Linked DNA regions of Drosophila melanogaster: region 1 is linked to region 2. Evidence: chromatin contacts called from public Hi-C data. All regions are on one chromosome and are shown on one strand. Each heading gives the region's core, a stretch centred on a gene start, on an enhancer-like site or on the middle of the called end of the contact. The rest is flanking DNA. Distances are from core to core; before and after follow the strand shown. Region 1 holds the start of CG43739. Region 2 holds the start of lncRNA:CR44478 (long non-coding RNA:CR44478).

What was found. A called contact is a pair of places that touch in the nucleus more often than the background predicts.
Region 1: a contact with region 2 is called in a Hi-C map of the Kc167 cell line, with 3 times the contacts expected there. The contact joins the promoter of CG43739 here to the promoter of lncRNA:CR44478 in region 2.

The regions. Positions count from the first base shown.
Region 1 is chr2L:20,916,324-20,921,692 of dm6, reverse strand. CG43739 reads left to right here and starts at 2,762. Exons shown (of 11, transcript NM_001273719.1): 1 at 2,762-2,894; 2 at 4,573-4,788. sky (skywalker) reads left to right here and starts at 2,762. Exons shown (of 11, transcript NM_206017.3): 1 at 2,762-3,054; 2 at 4,573-4,788. Mtp (Microsomal triacylglycerol transfer protein) reads left to right here. Exons shown (of 6, transcript NM_136231.4): 2 at 1-421; 3 at 477-1,407; 4 at 1,467-2,007; 5 at 2,075-2,242; 6 at 2,301-2,599. The coding sequence ends at 2,454.
Region 2 is chr2L:18,141,943-18,146,743 of dm6, reverse strand. lncRNA:CR44478 (long non-coding RNA:CR44478) reads right to left here and starts at 1,646. Exons shown (of 1, transcript NR_124351.1): 1 at 1,245-1,646. It overlaps Socs36E (Suppressor of cytokine signaling at 36E), which reads left to right. Exons shown (of 4, transcript NM_165243.3): 2 at 4,164-4,801. The coding sequence starts at 4,217.

The DNA of each region.
Region 1 (5,369 bases), core at 1,513-4,012, 2.8 Mb before region 2:
GGAACTGGATGTTTCTGGCCTGTGTCGTGTGTCCTATAATGTCAAATCATCCACGAAAGTGGAGAAAACCAAAAGGGACTGCTCTCTGTGGGATCTCAGGGTCAACTATAACCCAGAAGAAGCTCTTGGAGTTACTCAGCAAGCCCAGGAGACGGTCTTCTACGAGCTCTCTTCAGAGGGCACACTCTTGCATGCAGAGTCTCAGGAGAATCACCGCCTCAATCTAGCTGCCAAACCGGATGTGGGAAGCTTCGTGAAGAGTTCGTTGATTCTGCAACACGTCTCGCAAGGATCGGAGGAAGTCAAGCAACTGCAACTAGGCAGCTTAGATAAGGCCATCCAGAGCCTGCTCGAATGGTATCGCGTTTTTGAGCTAGAGTCCGATGTAGATGGCATGATCAGTGCGATCAAAGAGCAAACGGTATGTAAATAATTTCAAATTTGGGGATTGCTGAACTAAAAATATATTCTTCCAGCTGGAGGACCAATTAAAGGCCTCTCTGACGGAATTGCAATCCGCCGACGTGGGCAAATCCTCGCTGGCTCTTGCGTACGTAAAACTAATTCCCCTGGCTCGCATCACAAGGCAAGAACAATTTGAAGATCTACTTACGGAACACGCAGAAGTTCTGCCCCAGTTGGTGGATCTTTTGGGTGCTGTTCAAACGTTCGATGCTCATAATGCCACCTTTGGATTCCTTTACAAGGAGTCGGAAACCACAAGCGAGCAATTGGATCTGCTAGAGAAATACCTGCAGTCCCTGGCGGTCGCCACCCATCCAGACAGGAAAATAGTTGAGCACTTGTTTGGATTGCTAGAACAGGAATCTATCAAAAAGCATTTAAAGCTGAGGGAAAGCGTTATCCAAACCGTGGCCACCTTGACCCGCCAAAGCGGACTAGATGTTGAAGATCCTTTGTTGAAGGAAGTGCGTTCTTATCTACTGCAAGGTCTCACCTCCAAGGAGCCTACCTTGTACATAAGGGCTCTGCAAAATCTCCAGGATCCTGCTACCATTGAAGCTCTGCTGGAGCACGCTCAAACTGGCGAGGCTCCCAATTTATCGGTGGCTGCCTTACAGGCTCTGAAAGCCTTTCCCCTAGGTAGCTTTAACTCTTCACATCGCTTGCAGTTCGAGAGCATATTCTACCAGCGAAAGCGTCGCTTTGATAGCTCCGCTCGCACTCTGGCTCTTGATATTATCCTGTCCCTCCGGCCAACTCAGGAGCAATTGGGCAACTTCTTGGATTACCTAGCCTCCAATGATCGCCAGTTTGAGATCAAAACATACGTGCTGCAGAAGCTAAGAATGCTGGCTGAGAAGTGCCCGCGATTTAGGGCTTTGTTCAAATCGGAGCTTGTCAAGCGGAGGCATGTAAACAACTACAATGTGCTGGGACAAAAGGGTGAGTACCTAATTTCCTAATGACACTGTTCAAACAATTATGAACTTTAATACTTACAGGTCTTACGACAGTCCTCACCCGTCAGCTTTCCCAGGCTCCAGCCTTCAACGAAACCCTGCTAAGTACCCAGGAAGTGTATCAGGGAATCCTGAAACGTGGCTCCGTGGAATTTCTGCTCCACGCAGGCCGTTCCCAAGCCAGCAGCTTTAAATTGGGCATCTACACTGCCGGCTTGGGCTCGCTGGTAGGCGATGGTGACTCCGGCGATGGAAATGATGCAATCCCGGCGGATGATGAGTTCAGCGAAGACGAAGCGGTCACCGCGGGCATGGAGATCAGTGTGCAGGGTGCTCAATTGCGACCCCTAGTATTCTTCAGCGGTCAGACCGAGCTAATGGGTCACGTGTGGGGAGGAAGTGCCTCGGACTCAACGCCCGCTTACCAGGCAACCACTTTGTCCCAGGATAACGAGCACTACATAATCCTGACCTCCGGGGCGACGCTCCACTGGCGAGTTCTGGGCGCCAGGAGTGTGGATCTCAATGGCAAGGTGGGATTCAGCCTGTGGAATCGAAATGCCCAGACGGAAATCCAGCAGAAGTAAGTGAAAAAGCCAAAGCATTTGATTGGAATGTTATTTAACTCACGATTAACTTTTGGCTTATAGCACTGGCAGCGCTGTTCTTGGTCATTTGGCCGTTGGCTTTACGTATGCGAAATTAGTGCAGGATTTCAGCATCACCCACGAACCAAAGTTGAGTCTGAATGCGGACTTGGACTTCTACAGCGGCATTAAATTGTGCATGCAACTCCAGCGACCTGAACAGCTTCTCAAGTAAGTTTGCTAGAACTATTTTAATGACTCACATGCTAATTGAAAGCCTCCTTCACAGACAAACCAACGTTCGTTCGGTTTTCCTGCAGTCTGTTGATCGTCCTTATGCCAAACATGTGCGCTCTACACTCTCCCACAAAACTGCCGGCTGCACTTTTGCCCTCAACCAAAAAAACAACGAAATGTGCAACCTCATTTTTAGGGACTTGTAGATTCTACTCAAGAGATTATTGGAGATTCCTTGCATAAAAACTATATTTCTATGTGAAAACTCAGAGATTAAGACTCGATATAGTTGTAAACTTAAACGAACAAAGACCATTTAATTTTCAAATGCAACAAGTTTTTAATATCTTTTGAGCAACTCGAAAATTACTGGAAAAGTGGAAATGTGCATTTTTTCTCGATTCACAATAGTCACACCTTAGATTTAAAAATCCCGCCCAAGTGCTGCGAAACGCGAAAGGGGACTTATCGAGCTATCGATTGCAAGAGCTACGCATTCCCATCCCTAAATTCCGCAGTACATTCAAACACTACTACGTTGTGCTTCTTCTTCAAACGCGGCATAAAAGAGGTGCACTCCACAAGCACGAAAAGAAAATAACTACTGCAAAAATATCGTCGAACGCACGAGTCATATTAAATAAAGGTTAATAGAAGCAGGCATCGGAAAAGCTTGATTCCGGAGAAGTGAAACAAATTAGGCCACCGAATGGTGCTCTTCTTCTTTTTGTCGGAATTAGAAGGCTCGTCGCACACACACAGTCGCAAACAAATGCGAAATCAAAAGCGTCATCCGATTGTCTAAAGTAAATACTTCTATTTGCAAGCTGAAAGGCGCGACAAATTAAATAGTTCAAACTTAATAAATCGATATTTGTGTCACCAATTTGCGCGTTTAAATCAAGTGCTAAGCAATGTACTAAAATTAACAATTCCCTTGCCTTTTAAACTCATACAAACACAATTGGAGCGAGAAAGAGATGGGAAAGAAGAAGAATTGTTGTTGTTGACGTGTTCTGTTTGTGCTCATGTGTGCGTGTTCGGGAATTTCTGTTGCGTGAAGTTGCAATACCAAAAAAACCACGTGTGAAATGTTCTGCAATTTTTGTAATTTATTCTGCTGAATTGTTATCACTTTTTAAGAAAACAATCTGTAAGAGGCGTTTGCCTTGGCATCTTATTGGCACAACATTTTAACGCAAATTACTACTCCGTACGAAAGCATTAAGAATCATAAATAAATAAAAAACGAGATCTGAAATCTGAAATATGTATATTGAAGAAAGATCTAGAATATCCAAAACCAGGGGCACAGATGGTGACTATTTTTGTGAACTGCATTGTGATAGGGGTACCTTTTTACCACACACACTTGCGCACTTGCTGCTCTCTCCCTATTCTCCCACTTTTTATAACGGTATCACGCACCCTGCTTATCGGCATTGTGAAAATTTTGTTTGGCTTTAAAGAAATTTCCATTCATAATAATTTTGTGTATTTCAAAAGTTGGTTTATTTGCAAAAATATGTATAAATTCATTTGCTAACATTAGTTTTTTACTTGTATGGTTTGGGTGATGCTCTCTCAAACTTCTTTAAGTCTCACTCGTCCGACATCCAACCGCACAGTGGGAAAGTTCTTAATCCTTTCTGCCATTATTTCAGTGCTTAAAACAGGATTTTTTGTGTGAAAAATCCGAATTCACTGATATAAATACACTAAATTGTTGTTATGTTATGTTTTAGTAAAGTTGGAATTAGCTTGATAAAATCATGATTTTATTATTCTTTAGTTTTTTAATAATGAGATTTTGTAAATTGTTCCTAAACAATAAACAATAATAACTAAAAAAAAAAAACAGTATTTCATGCATACCACTGCACATTAATCCCACTGTTCGTCAAACGTTGGAGAGCGAGCAACGACGAGAGGTTCGCAACCGAAGCAGCAAACGAAAGTCTATTTAAGCAACCCGCAAAAGGCGCTCTTTCGTATTGCCCGATAATTTTTCGACCGCGCTGCTTGTGTTTTCGGTTCCCGCTGAAACAAACATAAAAAAAAGAATATAAAAAATATATATAAAAAAAAATGGATGTAGGGCGAAAATAGTTAAACCACTTTAAATATACGAAATACGCGAATTTCGGAAACTAGAAAATCCATCTTTTAAGGTAGTTTATTTATCCATCTCGCTTTTTCACTCTCCTCTGTGTGCGTGCGTGAGTGTGTGTGTAAAGGCCAAATAGTGCCCTTCGCCTCCCCGGCCACGCCCCCTTGGGCAGAGTAATAAAATGGGAAAGAGAATATATATCTTGCTCCTTTAGAATTTACCTGTGAAAGTGAAAACGTGACAACACGATAAAACGGACGAAGCAAGCAAAACAAAAAACGAGTGCATAAAAACAACGAAGGAGGATAAGAAAAAGAACAAGTGCAGCAAATCAGAAAAAAGAGAACGGAACAAGAACACAGAAAAAAAGTAAAAATAACCAACGAAGAAGGGCAAGGAAAACAAGAACAAAAACATCAGATATTGACAGGTAATAGCAGTCACTCTCCCATCCCTTTTTTTATCGCTCTCTACCCAAGAGAATTTCGAATTTAGTTGCACTATCACCATTTCTATGATTCATTTGTTATTTTGATAATAAATTGCAATTCACGTGGACTAAAGGGTTCAATCATGATATGATTGTTCTTTGTGATTCATTGTGATCATACATTTTATTCAAATTTGTTTTTGCTGAGATCCAACAAAATTGTATAAGTCTTAAAATGCCGTTTTTTAACTTTCATGTGCTCTTTATACCTACATAACTGATTAGATAGACGTTATTTTTCGTTCAACCTTGCACAATTTATGACGGCAGCAAACCACGTTATTCCATGTTGATAGCGAGAAAGAAGTTCAACTTTTTAATGCTGTTTAGTTAGGCATTAAAAATGTTGTAAAAAGCGAGTTCCGTTTTGTTCTTAAATTTACGGTGGATTATGTTGGTCGTTGGCTTTTTTTTTGTCCCATATTTTATGTTTATAGCCTAAATATAAGTTTATTATAAGTTTAATATAAATTTATGGTATATGTAGTGATTTTATACTTTAGTTTGGAATTTATGTGGAC
Region 2 (4,801 bases), core at 397-2,896:
AGTATTCAGCTGCTTGCTTGACTCCTGTTCCCAACTCGCTTTTTGCACTAGCCCACAGTGCGTTCCCCATACGCCCCGTTGACCGCAATTCGTGTTGCTGTTGCTTTTGCTGCTTTGTTGTGACAATTTCTGCGTAATACATAATACCAACAGTGGGACAGCCAGCTAAGCCATGGCTCAAATGTTGTTGGCCAAGTTAGCTGAGAAGGTTACAAAAACTCATTTCGAGTGCCGGGCTACAAATGGTTTTTTAATAACGGGCCTTGACGAAGGGGCGCGGCCCATGTACGAAAATTATTCACTTACAGATAATAAGATTGGATTTGAATTGTTTGCACTTTTGCACATGGAAAAAATCCCAGTACAAATTGGCAATTCTTGTACAAGTTCATAATTGCTACCCAACCTTTTTTCGCTGTTTATTTGAATATTCACTTCTTGAGTTGTAGACCTATGATACCCCTACATTATTTCAAGTTGTCCGAATGAGCGGGCTTCACAATTTTAAATTAATCTAAATTTGTCATTAATCCATTCATTCGGTTTACGCAAATCTTGTTTCGTATTTATATATTGTCTTTGACTATTTTTAGACACAACGTTTTGCCTACAAATCTGTTATAAATGCAAATAAAATTCACTTTTCTGCTTCACATTTGAATACATTCATATGTATGTATCTCCTCTTGAGTTCTGCAAGTTTTCTCCTACATTTCTGGGCAGTGAATCCCCCGTTCATTAGCAGTCCCTTATTAGCCATTCAAACCACTGCGCGTTGTTGGCTTTCTTTCGCCCATCGCCATCCGTCTCTGGCCGGCAACATTTATCAACATTTTTACCCCGAACAAGTTATGTATTAGATCATTATCCGCATTTGGATTTCTGACGAAATTTCGCATTGTCTGCAGCGGCGCAGAAAAACTTCAGCTGCCACCGCCGGTTGGCTCCGCGTGGCAACTGGCAACTGGCGCGCAGCGGCAGCAGCAGCGGCGGAGTGAAAGAAAAACAAAAGTAAAAAGGTAAAGAGGGAAAGTTCAGCTCGACGAGCCCTCCAAATACTCGGTAGGCAGAAATGCACGGGGCTGTGTGTAGTTTACTCGGGATTCGGTCCCTAGGACAGCCTGCTGCTACTCATTGTCTGGGTGACTCATGGAACGCCTTGTCCTACCTACGGATACCCTCGAGGTGCACTGAGCGAAAAGCCTTCGTTTTGGGTATTAGGATATCACATTAAAGCCATGCTTATCTTATTCCATTTTTATTAACTTGACAGAAGTAAATTTAGGGTTTGTTTGTTCACGTTTATCCTTTCTTATTGATATAATATATGGAATTTTCTCAGTGTAGTCGTCCATGCGGATCCAGTCCCTCTTGCCTGACCCGAGTTCAGTATCTCAGTATCTGCCGTTTCAGTTTTGTATTTCCATTGAAAAATTTTGTTAGCTGGCTGCCGTCTCATGCGGGTCTCTTGGAATCTGAAGTTGAATCTTGAGTTCAAGTCACTCTTTTTGTATTTCATCATAGTCGTAAATACACAGCAAACAGCAAAAGTTGACGGAGTCGCTGAGTCTTTCGATCGGGGGAAAAATGATAATAATTATCTGCGGTTAATGCGAACGATCGTGTCAAACGTTAGACAGAATGTATTGATTACTCACTCACTCACTCACCTGATCCAATCGTACGATTTGAATGCGATAAATTGCCTGTGGCACGTGCGGCATGGAGTCGTGCATGAAAAGTGAGAAGAAAAAAAGTATCTATGTATCTATAAGTGTGCAAATTACCGTTAGGCGGCCAACGGTGCATACAAATCGAATCGCTGGGGCCATTATGATCCATCGAACACCCTATAATTTCGACGCCAGTGGCGGCCGCACTCATACATATCGTTTTCCGGCTAAAACACTTAATTTATAATTTCTCGATTCTCGTTAAAAAGCTGCAATTTTTGACTGTTTACCGCTTGCGGGTCGCATTTCCGGGAAGCAACTTGAATATTTTCCCTTCCATTTTTGGGAAAAGTGGTGAGAATATATGCACTGTTAATTGCTTGAATTGTTCAACAAGGTTTCCCATTTCTGTGTTTGATTAGGCGCAAACATATGACGCGACTGTACGTACAAATGTATGCACATACATACATATGGATACTCACAGGCGACTCGTTAGGTGATTAACACAAGGGAATTCCACGGAAATCGTTCAGGGTTGATATCAGTCGCTAAGGTCGAACAACGTTCGATAAGTTTGAAGTGATAGACGCTCGTCTGCAATCATTGTTCCAGCGAATTTCCCCATTTGCGGCCCACCCAAATCAAGTCGTATTATATGGGCGAGGGAATTCTGCCAAACTCCCCACTACAATTGCCGCAGGATTCCCGGAATTGATAATCATTGTTTCCGCCCAAGTCCTGGCCGTAGTGTACGTACATACGTACACACATACTCGTTGATTACATTTTGCGGCCTTGTTTTTGGTAATTTTCAATTCATCGCCGCCATAAACAATCTTGACTAAGTTCACATAAACATCGCAATCTTAATCGTTAGCGCGAATACTGAGTTTATGGTCAAAATAAGGCGTATTTTATGGGCGAGTGCGTGCTTGGCAGCCTTTAAATATCGAACAGATAAGGGGAACTTGGAATAATAAAATATGTCCGATTTCTAATTAAGGCAATCTCGCATTTCCCTGAATTCGCAATTGATTGTTGCGCAGAATATTATCTTCTTCTGGGTCATTAAAATATGGATTCCTAAACCGCCTGTACTATGTATGTAGCATTTGAATTCAAAGAATCTAAACATAAGTTCAAGCCAGTTGTTAAGGTATCTATCAAAAGTATCTATATACTGATTAAATGTACTCAGTGTAAAAACCCAGGAAGTTACTGGATTCATTATTACCTCACAACCATGACAGTTCATTATCGATCAATCAGAGGGCCTTATTGGCCAATCGGTGATCCAATTATTTCGCCATTGAGGGAAAAGCCACCTGCAGCAAAAAAAGAAACAGCGGTGACATACTCATACTCATCGCCGTGTTTCCGACTCCGGGTAACTACCAAGAATTCCTACCACTAACAGATGAGTCAGTACATAGTCTAACCAATGCTTTGTACGTGTACCTTGGCCATCATGCCGTATATGGTTCAAGTTGGAAGCTCGATGACGCATCCTGGTGATGCGGGTGCGATAAGGACTTGTCAGTGCGATTTCACTTGCCCGCCAGAACACCCAGTTCCCAGAGAGACGTAATGACGTGCACACGAATTATGTAGAATTTAGCTGTGAATAATATAGAATGTTCCATGAATGGAGGAGGTACTTTGTGGGCGCCGTTCAAATGGAGATAAGTAGGGCAGCTTGACCCGCAAGTCAGTCAAATGCGATTGGAATCAAGGATGGAGGCACTACGTGCACGGCGTCGTGTGCACTCGCTTTCCACATTGATTCATCACCTCTCCATGGGCAGGTTTCTAAAAATAGGATGAGCCCATAACGATTTGGTGAACAAATGTTCGAGTGTACTTGCTCTTTGGGGGAGCACTAACTGATGCGTGGGATTGGAATGCCGCTGTTTATCGTCCTCATATGCATGACGAGATCACCCAGATCAACTAGATCCCTCCGGGATGATGAGTCAGTTCGTGGGGGAGATATACACAACTCTGTGCCGCAGAAGATCAGCTGGGGGTAGCTCCATTAATCAAAATAGTTAGACAGTGGCATTTAATTGCCCATTTGACCGGCGAACGAGTAAGTCCCACTCGGAGTGCCACTGTGGTACTTCTCCGTCTGTCCAAGTGGCTAATTAACGCACTGGTGAAGCCCCCGCCAAGTGGATGGACTCATTGCTGTAGGTCAAGACACTTCGCACGCCGTTGGGGGAACTGGGCAAAACTCGTTCCAATCGGAACCCGGCTATTTCTGGATCTTGCGAAATGCGCTGGGTGCTAATATTAACCAAATCGAAACGTGCTAACTGATCTGGTCAATAATTAACTTGAAATTAACGGCGGGATCTTCTATTAGTCCATGTAATAATTCTTTACTGTCAATTCCCAGTAAATAATAAAGGTGGATAAAGCAATAGGCATTAAATGTTTGATGGCACATGTAAACTAAGTGTACGATTTCCCATTCCTTCATTCCAGAAAACAATCGGAGGTCCACGCCAACTAGGACTCTGCCCCACCTCGAGCTTCCAATGGGTCATCACCTTAGCAAGTTCTCAGCACGCGCCAATAGCCAGGAAAAGAGAAATCCTACCGCCAGCTCGAGCCCCAGGGAAGCAGCAGCACTAGTAGAGACGATCAGCCTGGACGAGGAGGAGCTGCAGGTGGAAGAGATCCTCACAGAGGCCACTGTCTCAGCCGCCACATCGCCGGCGGAAGTGCGTCAGATCATCATCAAAATCCAGCTGGCCAAAATGGAGAACGGCAATCCGGTGGCCGCTGGTCAGGTGGAAAGTTTCGCCGAGGTGGTGGAACAGGAGGAGGAGCAGCAGCGGCAATGCGCAGATGGTGCCACCGACGACGACGCCGCCGCCCTGTCTGCGGATTCGCTGAATGCAAATGGGCAGATTGTGAATGTGACGCTGGAGGGCGGCTACGGCGAGGTGGGCGTGGTGACAAATCGAACTGCTGGCAGTTCGCCGGAAGCGGCCAAAACCGAACGACAGCCCGTGAATAACAACGGTTTAGCGGGAAGCGTCGGCGCTGCGATAAGTACGTTACAACTGCACGACAACCATGGCGGCAACGCCAACTGCCCCTTGGAAGCCGACGACGAT